2 separate regions of the Hordeum vulgare genome follow, and region 2 is linked to region 1. A link is a contact called in public Hi-C data. All regions are on one chromosome and are shown on one strand. The core of a region is the stretch at or near the end of the contact, and the rest is flanking DNA. Distances in the headings are between cores, read along the strand shown.

The links. Hi-C and Micro-C count contacts between places; a contact is called where the count stands out from the background.
Region 2: a Hi-C map of leaf shows a contact between it and region 1, with 5 times the contacts expected there. The contact joins the promoter of LOC123417211 here to the promoter of LOC123448182 in region 1. A contact is called at or near these places in 2 of 6 Hi-C or Micro-C datasets (both in leaf).

The regions. Positions count from the first base shown.
Region 1 is chr1H:485,890,887-485,896,144 of MorexV3_pseudomolecules_assembly, forward strand. LOC123448182 (protein IQ-DOMAIN 6-like) reads right to left here and starts at 2,106. Exons shown (of 4, transcript XM_045124996.1): 1 at 1,755-2,106; 2 at 1,407-1,637; 3 at 211-324; 4 at 1-128. The coding sequence starts at 2,006.
Region 2 is chr1H:486,234,743-486,239,489 of MorexV3_pseudomolecules_assembly, forward strand. It overlaps LOC123417211 (pathogen-associated molecular patterns-induced protein A70-like), which reads left to right and starts at 2,247. Exons shown (of 1, transcript XM_045106888.1): 1 at 2,247-3,990. The coding sequence starts at 2,262. The coding sequence ends at 3,740.

The sequences.
Region 1 (5,258 bases), core at 856-3,355:
CCGAGGTTTGAGTCCACATGCGTGCTCTCCCAGGGTTTTGTTGCCATCCATCCTTCTATATAAGACTCGTGGTTCCTGAGGGACCTTGCAGGGGAGCTTGGCCTTCCACTGTATCTTGAACTCTGTCGCTGGAGCAATTATGAGCAAAATTCAGTATCAAATTAAGGTGTGTACGCAGTATTACAGATCTCCCATTGGTTCAGCATTTACCTGGTGAGAATGAGCATAAGCAATTGCCCTTTGTCTCTTCACTGCGCCCTCATGCTTCATGTGCATCCTTGATTTTACTTGGTTGACAGAACCCTGCCTGTCACACCATTGTTCCTACAGTGCTAACAATGTTAGTTACGTCACAAACCAGTATGATATCACATCTCTTAATCAACTTACATAGTTCCTCCAATGGAAACACCAAATATATTATATTTGCTCATCCTCATTAGTTTACAGAAATGTAAAAATGTCCTCTGGGCTCCATTGTGTGTAAGCTGTGTTCTGAACTTAAAACATGGTTGGCTATCACTAATTGCATAAGATATCATCTCCTTGGTGTATACGTATTGCTTTTCTCACCTAACATCGTCACTACAAGGATCGATTCAAACATGCATGGTACATGTGAAAGCAAAATCCAACAATCTTATAATGGACTCAATCATCATCCGAAACAAAAGAAGTTTAACTGTCCGTATCAGTCTTAGTCATACTGGTAGAAGTCCTTCTCAGATAAAAGTAGCCATATTAAGCCAGACATCTCTTTCTCTTTAAGGAACCAGTACAAACCTTTCAAATCATGCATAAGCTGCTCTAGAAGAAAAGAAAAATACAAGAGTTGAAATATAAGAACCTACTTGAACTAAATTGAACTCCCTTTGGGAGTCGAGCATTCAGATGACGATTTCCAGCTTCAAAATCATCCCGGAATTCACTCGAAGCGAAACGATCTCCAAAACGCATGGTCAAATAAAATTTTGTTTGTACAAGTAATTATTTACCAACTAGATGCAGAACGTGTGCATGTCAAGATTTGTTACTACTCCATAACTAGAATTCAGATCTGATAAAAAATACTAAATGGCATTCTTTTGGAGGAAACTAATATTTGTGCCATCATACGACTGTTTTTTTTTCCCTTTCGGAATGGAAGCGAGTGGACTCAACAACAGAGCCCATGGGCCACAACTAACTAAAAAGAAGAAGTGGAGGCCCATATTTCAGGAAGGCACAGTCTCCTCCGATCCTCCATCAAATGCTCCCCACAAAAAAAAAAAAAAACATATTCTCACCACAAGGAATGGAGCCATTCAGTCAGCTTTGCATTGCAGGAATAAAAATGACATGTACATTCTCAACATTACCGAGTAATGCAAATAGTACGACATGTTGCGATGGAAACACGTGTGCACCTCGGTTTCCCTGAGAGGGTGGGCGCGGCCGTTGCGGTCGGTGGGCGCGTCCTGTGACTGCGAGTGCGCGTCGGCGGAGCAGCGCGCCCGGCGCTCCATGGCGCGCTCCTGCACCCTCAGCAGCGCCTCCATGCGGCTGAGCGTGACGGCGAGCTGCCTCCGCACCAGCCGGCCGCGCACCAGCGCCTGCAGCCGCACGATGCCCCGCAGCGCCTTCAGCGCCCGCCTCGCCTGATCAACCGCACGCGAGATCATCAGTTCATCGACACCCAGCAGCGCATCAGAGATCAGAATACGTAGTGGTGGCACGAAACCGTGGGAGTAATCTGCGCGTTGGGTTTACCATACCAGGAGGGCGCGGAAGGCGGCTTGGATGCGGACGGCGGCCCACTCCTGCCTGATCACGCGGAAGTCTGCGGGCGGCGCCCGCGCCACGGCCGCGACGACCGTGGACGACGTGGTCGAGGACGTCTCGGAGCCCCCGGCGGCGTCCCTGGACGCGCCCCGCCACAGCCGGCTCCACTTCCGCGGCCCCTTCCCCGGCGCGGCGGACGACGACGGCGCCTTGAGGCCCACCAGCGACCTGATCCACTTCCCCATCGACGTCCGCGTGGCACTGCGGGCGTGAGTGAGGACTGAGGAGGAAAGGGGTGACGACCGATGAAGAAGAAGAACGCCGATGTGGACGAGACAAAACGGAAGCGGGGGTGGTGGGGGAGGTAGCCGTTGTCTTTTTCTCTCCTCCGGGGGGAGCTTCCGACCGTCCGTTTCGCTCCGCCTCGTGCTCGTGGGAGGGCGTTCGATTCGAATTTCGAACGGCGACAAGGAAAGCTGGCCCCGATGGCGAGCACGCCGGGGACGCTGACCGCGGGCCCGGCACTCGAGTTGGGGGTGGGACCCACGTGTTTGCTGGTTCAGGTGGGAGGAGGCACGCCGGAGTTCCCGTGGCGCGTCGGTTTCCGGGAAAGAAGGACGCGTCTGGAACGTGGCTTTCTCGTGGGATGGGCCCGGGACGCTGACCCGTCGGGTCCACGGCGAACGTGGGCGCACATGTCAGTAACGGACGGCCTTGGGGGAGGCGGGGACGATGGGCTCGCGCTGGCCGGTCGACGGCGGCCTCGCCACGGCAAGGCGTCGGGAGCCGTGGGCACAACGGACCATTGGTGCGCTTTCACGCGCTGTTTCTCACAAGTATAGATGAATGATAAACATCTATACACGGCGCTCTCGGAGAACCGTTTCGGCCGGACGCACCACATTCATTCGATTTGCGTGGATCGGCGTTTCCCTTTGCGCAGGCCGTCGTCGTCCCCTCGCGTACTTCCCCCGCGCGCCCCTGCGCTGTTGCCGTCGACATCGCCGGCCCCTGCCTTCGTCGGGTAGATCCGCGGTGTTCCTTTAGGCCGGCGTCTCTCCCCTGTTGGATCTCGTTCCGTCGGCCGTCATGGAATCGCATCGGATGCCACCGGTGTTGGAGACGAAAAGCTATGACAGAGAAGACGATGTTGCAACCGGGGACGAAAAAATCTTCAAACCGGCGATAAAAAATGCTACAACCGGCATTGTCGAAAGATTCAACCAGAGACGAGGGGAATCAAGGGCCACCCACCACGCAAACCGCGAATGTTGCAACCGACGATGAAAAAAGTTTCAACCGGTTAGAAAAAAGCTTCAACCGGCGACAGCGAAACACAAAAAACTGCAATCGTTGACACAAGAGCTTCAACCATATGTCTGAAAAGCTTCAACCACAGACCGACGAGGAAAGCCTGTCATTTTTGCTACAACCAGCAAAAAGCTTCAAGCGACATGGAAAAAGCTTCAATCGTTATGGAAAAAGCTTCAAATGACATGAAAAAAGTTTCAACCAAAGTGAAAAAAGCTTCAAACTGGAGTTCGGGGGACAAGCGTGTGCGCGCACGAGCGGCGACGACAGGGGGAGAGGGATGGGGTGCTCGTGCGGCAGGAAGTCGGAGGCACGCGGGGTTGTGCGCCGGCTATCGCAGTCATATCGAACGACTGTCGCCCGACCGACGGGAGCGCTCGCGCTGGTACGCCGACGCAGAGCGGTGCCCATGATAAAAATATCTACAACCGGCGTCACCAGGCGGATGGACCTCTGTGTACTCGATAGCTAAGGGCCAGTTCTTTTGACTCAATTCTTAAGAATTATTTCCCGAGAAATTACAATTTCAAAAGAACTCGTTTCTTCCCGATCATTATGTGAGAATTACGAGAATTACTAGTGCATTTTCAGAATTGTGAAAACCAGACAATTCTGACAATTCTAGCCAGCCACTCAAAAGAAAACCTTTCGTTTTGAACTGCTATCCCTATTGAATGGCGATATTACGTTCAAATTGCCACTAGGAATACACCGCAACAGGGCCAAAACAGAGCCACCCGTTTCGTTCCACCACCCCAGTGCCGCCGCCAGCCGTCAGATCCCCGCCACCCTGCGTCGCCGCCTCCCCAGACAGGCCACCCTAGTCCTGCACAGCCGGGCCGCCACCCCTGCGCCGCCGCCGCCTCTTCTCCTCATATCCATCCCGCCGGGCCGCTGCATCTCGACGCCTCCCGCCCGGCCACACTGCTCCTGCGTCGTTGGGCCACCACCCTATGCCGCCGGACCGCCACATCTCGACGCCTCCCCACCCGGCCACCCTACTCCTGCGCCGCCACCGCCCCCTCTCCTTCTCTCCATCCCGCCGAGCTGCCAAATCTCGATGCCTCCCTACCCGGTCACCCTGCTCCCACGTCTCCAGGCCGCCACCCCTTCTCCTCCTCTCCTTCCAGTCGGGCCGCCACATCTCGACGCCTCCCCGCCCGACCACCCTGCTCTTGCGCCGCCGCCTCCCCTTCTCCATTTTCAGTCTAGGGGCGTTTTAGACATTTTAACATACAACTCAAACAACAATTACATGCTAGAATTACATAAAAGAACTGGACAGACAATTTTGTGGCGAGACGATTATGTGGGCAGTTTCCGAGAATTATGATTTTGAAGAATTATGAGGTGAACAGAACTGGCCCTAAGAGCATCTCAAACCGTTAAGGCGCCCCCACGAGCCGAAATAAGTCCGTCTATGGTCAACCGGCAAAAAAATGGCTTGAGCGGCTTTAGGTTGCCACCCACGCCCTCACCTAGCCGGTCAAGTAAACGACAGTAAGTAAATGAAGCTTTGGTAATATGTGGAATATGTCCGGGGGCTATAATTTTCACTAGAGGCATCTCTCTCAAGAACATAACATACGGTGGGTTGACAAATTATTGTTGAACAATTAATAAAAAAGCGCATAGTTATGATTTTATTCATGGTATGATCATGTACATAAGCATTACGTCTGTGACGAATAGACTCACTCCTGTCTGCATCTACTACTATTACCCAACCAATCGACCGCTATCAGCATGCATTTATGGTATTAAGTTCATGATAAAAAGAATGACGCTTTAAGCAAGATATCAAAATGTATACAAAGTATGACAAGCAATATGTTTATACCCTGTCGTTTTATACTTAGTAGCAACAATACAAATACGTGTCTCGCTACTCCTTCTGTCACTCGGAGAGGACACCACAAGATTGAACCTATTACTATGCACCATTCCCTGTGATGATCCACTCATCTATAGGCCAAAGAAGACTCATAGACCGTAAAACATATATAGCTATAACAATCATACATAATAAAGTCATTATAAATTTACGAGAAGATTCAATTACTCTTCAATGAATAATCTGATCATAACCCATAATTCATCTGATCTCAACAAACACACTCCAAAAGAGGATTATATCGGATTGATCCCCAAAGAGAACATGGTATTGAAGATCATAGAGAGGGAAA
Region 2 (4,747 bases), core at 997-3,496, 340 kb after region 1:
CGTCATCTCGACCGTGGTCATGCCCACACACCGCGGCATGGATCAGTCTTCTTTGTGGTTGAACATGCCGGCCTTCATCTTTCGAATCAAGACTGTTTCCTTTGAGAGACCGTGCTCAAATCGGCCTTCATGATCTCGACCCCCTTCATCATGCAAGCTAGCCGGACTTCTCTTACTTTGGTGGCTGCTTTAATGGCCTTGATCTCTAGCATCTTCGCTTGCTTTTCCGTCTCTAACGCGAGCTTCTTGTTTTGTATCTTCATGAAAGCCCTAATTTGCTCATCCTTATCTTGTCGATGCTTCTTCTTCCTTGAGTCTTTGTTCGCGATCATGCCTTGCAAAGTAGCTTGCAAGACAAGGGACGTCGCCTCACGCATGTCCTTTTTCTTGAAGTTGGTCTACCCACGCGACCGCGACTTCCGACCCTCACCATGCTCTTCAAGGGCTTCCTTTCCTCCACGCGCCTTGACGACAGCATATTGTGCTTTGAACTTTTCTTCTTCATTGATGATCATCCAACAAGGAGTGAGGTGAAAGACTTGCCTTATAGTGGACCTTCAATGCTTTCAAAGCTTGGAAGACCTACAAATGAGCAAGCATGTCAACATACCAAAGTAGGCAAGATACAGGACAATCAATATAAAAAAGCATGTCGGCTTACTATGTCTTTCATGTCGATGCCGCTCACGGGACAGGCCTCGATGCTCTTAAGAGTTAATAGTGGAACAAAACTTGTTGAACTTTTGTTGTATCATCCTCCAACGCTTGTCGAGAGAGACCCACCCACGCTTGCTCTTCATTCGGTATGGTTTAACCTTCTTGTGCTCGTGGAACTCGTGATGCACTATTTGCCAAAATGTCGAAGCCTTTTGCTCGGAACCTATCTTGGGGTCTTGACCAATGTCTCTCCAACAGTCACAAAGAAGTTTATCCTCATTTTGTGTGTATGCTTTGGTCCGCTTGCTCTTCAGCTTGTTATTCTTGGCATTGGCTTGGGCGGGGAGCTCATCGAACAAAGGCTCTCTATCAATGTCCACTTCATCATCCTCTTCATTAAAGGCCATAGTCTTTCGAGAACTTGTGATCAAGCGGAAAAGAGTTGCCCAAGCCGAGTTGGTCCTCCATAAGGGGTCGGGAATGCCTTCACCAAACGAGTACACCATGCCATCTTGGCTTTGCATCTCATCGGGATCGTAAGGGATGCCACGGCCACCACCTTTGAAGATGAGGCCCTCCATGAGCACGCGGTTGGCCTCGTCTTTCGCAGTCGGCATTCCGTCGAACAGGTCGCGGGCGTTCTCCATGGCGTCGGCGGCGAGCTCACGAGGCCGTTTTCACGCACCCCCGGAGGACAATCCACCGCCCACAAGCACAACATTGAGGTCGATGCCCGCGGGTGCTGGAGTGCCAGGTGCGATCACGCTCATCTAGGGTGAACCGGAGCCTGTAGTGTAGGACAGGACAGGAGGTCTGCGGGTGGCGCCGCTGAAAGCCGTGCGTCGCCGGCGTGGAGGACATGCGCAGCGAGTCCGGAAGTTGGTGACGAAGGGGCTACGAGCCGGTGCTAGACGTGGCCGCAATGGCAGCAACAAGCCCGTGCTGCTTGGGTTTAACCCTAGCATCAGCAGGGTTTGCTTCGTAGCGTCGCGGACGAGCTGACTGTTCTTCATGATGTTGGCCTCTTCCTCCAAGGCGACGGTGAGGGATGACGCGGCCGCGACCTCGTTCCTGGCTTTTTGCAGATGCCGGCGGCTCTTCCTCCTCAACGATTGTCCGACGCGCTCCTCGGGCGTGAGGACCTTCTTCTTCTTGGCCGGCGCCGGACCTTTTCGCTTGCCGCGGCTCCCGGCGTCGAGGGTCGGCGCGTCGTCGTCCAGGGCGCGCGGGGAGAGGTGGGCGAGAAATTTTTGGTGGAAATGATGGCTCTGTGCCACCGACGAGAGGGTGAGGGGGAGGAGAAGGGCGGGCGTCGCGTGTACGTCTTTTGTACGCGTGGACGCAAATTCATTTCAATTTTAAACTTGGAGTAGACACAAAATGAATGAAAAGCGTAGATGCGTCTATTTAATCGACGTGTTGGTTTGTGTTTTCCGTTCGCGACGATCTGAACGAATACGGGTCGACGAAATGGGTCGCGTGGTTGGTTGGAGTTAGCTCTCATGAGTCGGGAGCCGGCCGGTGGGTGGAGGAAAACTTGGCTTGGCTGCATGCACACGACGGCAGCGAAATCTGCCGGCAATTGCGTGCGGAGCGTGAGTGAGATGCCGCGTCCGTGTGGCCCGCCCACAGATGCCATGCAGGCAGGGGGGCGGCCAGTCCGCCCGCGATCCCGGCGGGTCGGCACTCGGCACTTGGATTCCCACGTTTTCCACCCGCCAAGTCAGCGCCCCGATCCCCAGCCACCACCACCATACTACCATTTAATCGCTTGCCCACCACCACCGCTTCTAGTTGTAGGACTCCCCGCAACCCAACCCCATCATCCAGCGCCAATCCACCCCGGCCACCACCTCCCCCTCGATCCCCACATCCTGCTCTCCAACCGCGCGCCCTCCTCCCTCCCTCCCTGCCAGCCGGTGCACATGGACGGCGCGGCGGCCGCGGCGCTCGGCGCGTGGGAGGCCGTGCGGGGCTTCTTCACGCCGGCCACGCTCTTCCTCACCGTCAACCTCGTCATCGGCACCATCCTGCTCACCTCCCGCTCCCACCAGCGCCGCCGCCAGGGCGGCCACGACGCCGACGACGCGCGCCGCCACGACCACCACCAGCAAGAACAACAACGGTTCCAACACGTGGAGCCGCAGCAGCAGCAGCATCAGGAGGATCTGTACTACCGCGACCAGCAGCAACAGCAGCAGCAGTACGTGCCCCCGCCGCCGGCGCCGCTCGCGCGCACCTCGTCGGTGCTCGACCGCCTCCGCTCCATCGGCCTATACCGCTTCCGCTCGGGCGACTTCCCGCCCGAGTACGGTGCTGGGGCCGACTCGCGGGACGTGACGGTCTCTCCTGAACCGGCGCCGACGGTCGGAGATGCTCACCACGCCAGGAGCCGGTCGGAGCCCCCGGCGCGGGAGGAGGCGAGGCGGGCGCCGCCGTCCAGGATGAAGAGGTCGAGCTCCGAGGCGAGGAGGGCCGAGGTGACCCCGGCGCCGGCGGCTCGGGTGGTCCAGGCAGCCGTGCTGGAGGAGGACGACGACGACCTCGTGGAGCACGCGAGGGCGGACAACGAGTTCATCGACAGCAACAGCTTCGCGACACCGCCGCCGCAGCAGGCAGAGGAGGAGGAGCAGCACTACCGCGAGGAGTACGTGCCTCCATACAGGCCGGCGCCGCTCGCGCGCGCGCCGTCCGTCCTGGAGCGCCTCCGCTCCTTCAGCCTCTACCGCTTCCGCTCCGGCGACCTGGCCCCCGAGCTGGCCGCCTCGCAAGACCACGCCGTGTCCGCCGTCGCGGCGGCAGACGAGAAGAAGACGCAGACGACGCAGTACGGCAGGAGCCGGTCGGAGCCGGCGCGGGAGCAGAGCAAGAAGGGCAAGAAGCCGGCGGCGAAGATGGGCAAGTCGAGCACGGAGGCGAGGATGCTGCCGCCGCCGCCGCCGCCGCCGATGGAGGAGGCCGTGGAGGAGGGCGGCGTGGACGCGCGGGCGGACGACTTCATCAACAGCTTCCGGAAGCAGCTGCAGCTGCAGCGGCTCAACTCGCTGCTCAACTACAAGGAGATGCTCAACCGCGGCGCCTAGTAGCAGAGCAGCCCGCCGGAGAAGACAAGAAAGATTGCACCGTGCTGCCGATGCTTAGCGATTGATTAGCGGATTATTAACTACATACATTTCCCTGCCTGTGATTAGAGTGTGTGCTAGTAATACTGTGGCGCTGATTAAACGGTTAATTGCTCGAGCATTTTTTTTGTTCGATCTCGCTGTCTACTATCTGTCTCGGTTGTGTTCCAAATGGCATCATGCAACATGTAGCTGAGTAGGCGTTGATGAAGATGAACAGTGAGTGGTGATGCTGCCGAACGTGCGTTGCTGGTGCGGGGTGGTTTGTGCGTCCCGATCTCTCTCGCCTTCGCTCGCTTGATCTTTTGCTGTCAGCTTCCATGGCCACGGAAGAAAGATTAAGTTGTGGGAGCGAGTTTAGGATTTGAGTTGTCAGGCGGGATGGCCCGTGCAAGCGACGCTTCCATGTCGCTGTACGTGCGTCGCCTGTGGTTGGCCGTACGCAGCATTTCACCCCACACGAACGCGACGCGATGGTTCCCTCTCGGACCCATCCGTCTACTGGTCGGTCAATCGTAGAAAGCAGTAACGGATTCGAATTCACCACGGTCCATATCTCTTCTCCACTTTATCGAAAATCCTCACATTTTCTCTGTGTGCTTAGCAGCAAAGTTTATTGCTACTCCGATCATGAATCCGTCGTCGTCGTCGTCGTCGTCGTCTTTAATCGCTGGCCGCACATGTCCAGGTCGCGCGCCCTCCAGCGGTGTAAACTGCCAAGCCGCGACGTGACAAAGTTGGTTCCTCTCCTGCTGACATGGGCGAGTGCAGAGCATATCCCAACATTCGTGCGGGCTGCAGTCGATGGGTCCAGGGCGTGGACACGGCGTCGGTCGCCGGCCCGCCGTCGCTCTCCGGCAAGCGAGCGCAGGTCAAGTCTGCGTCCGTCTCGAATCGAAACGCCCGCGTCTGCATCTCGGCCAAGCGTGGCCGAGACGGCCGCTGGCGTGGTCAGGTATGTGTCCGTC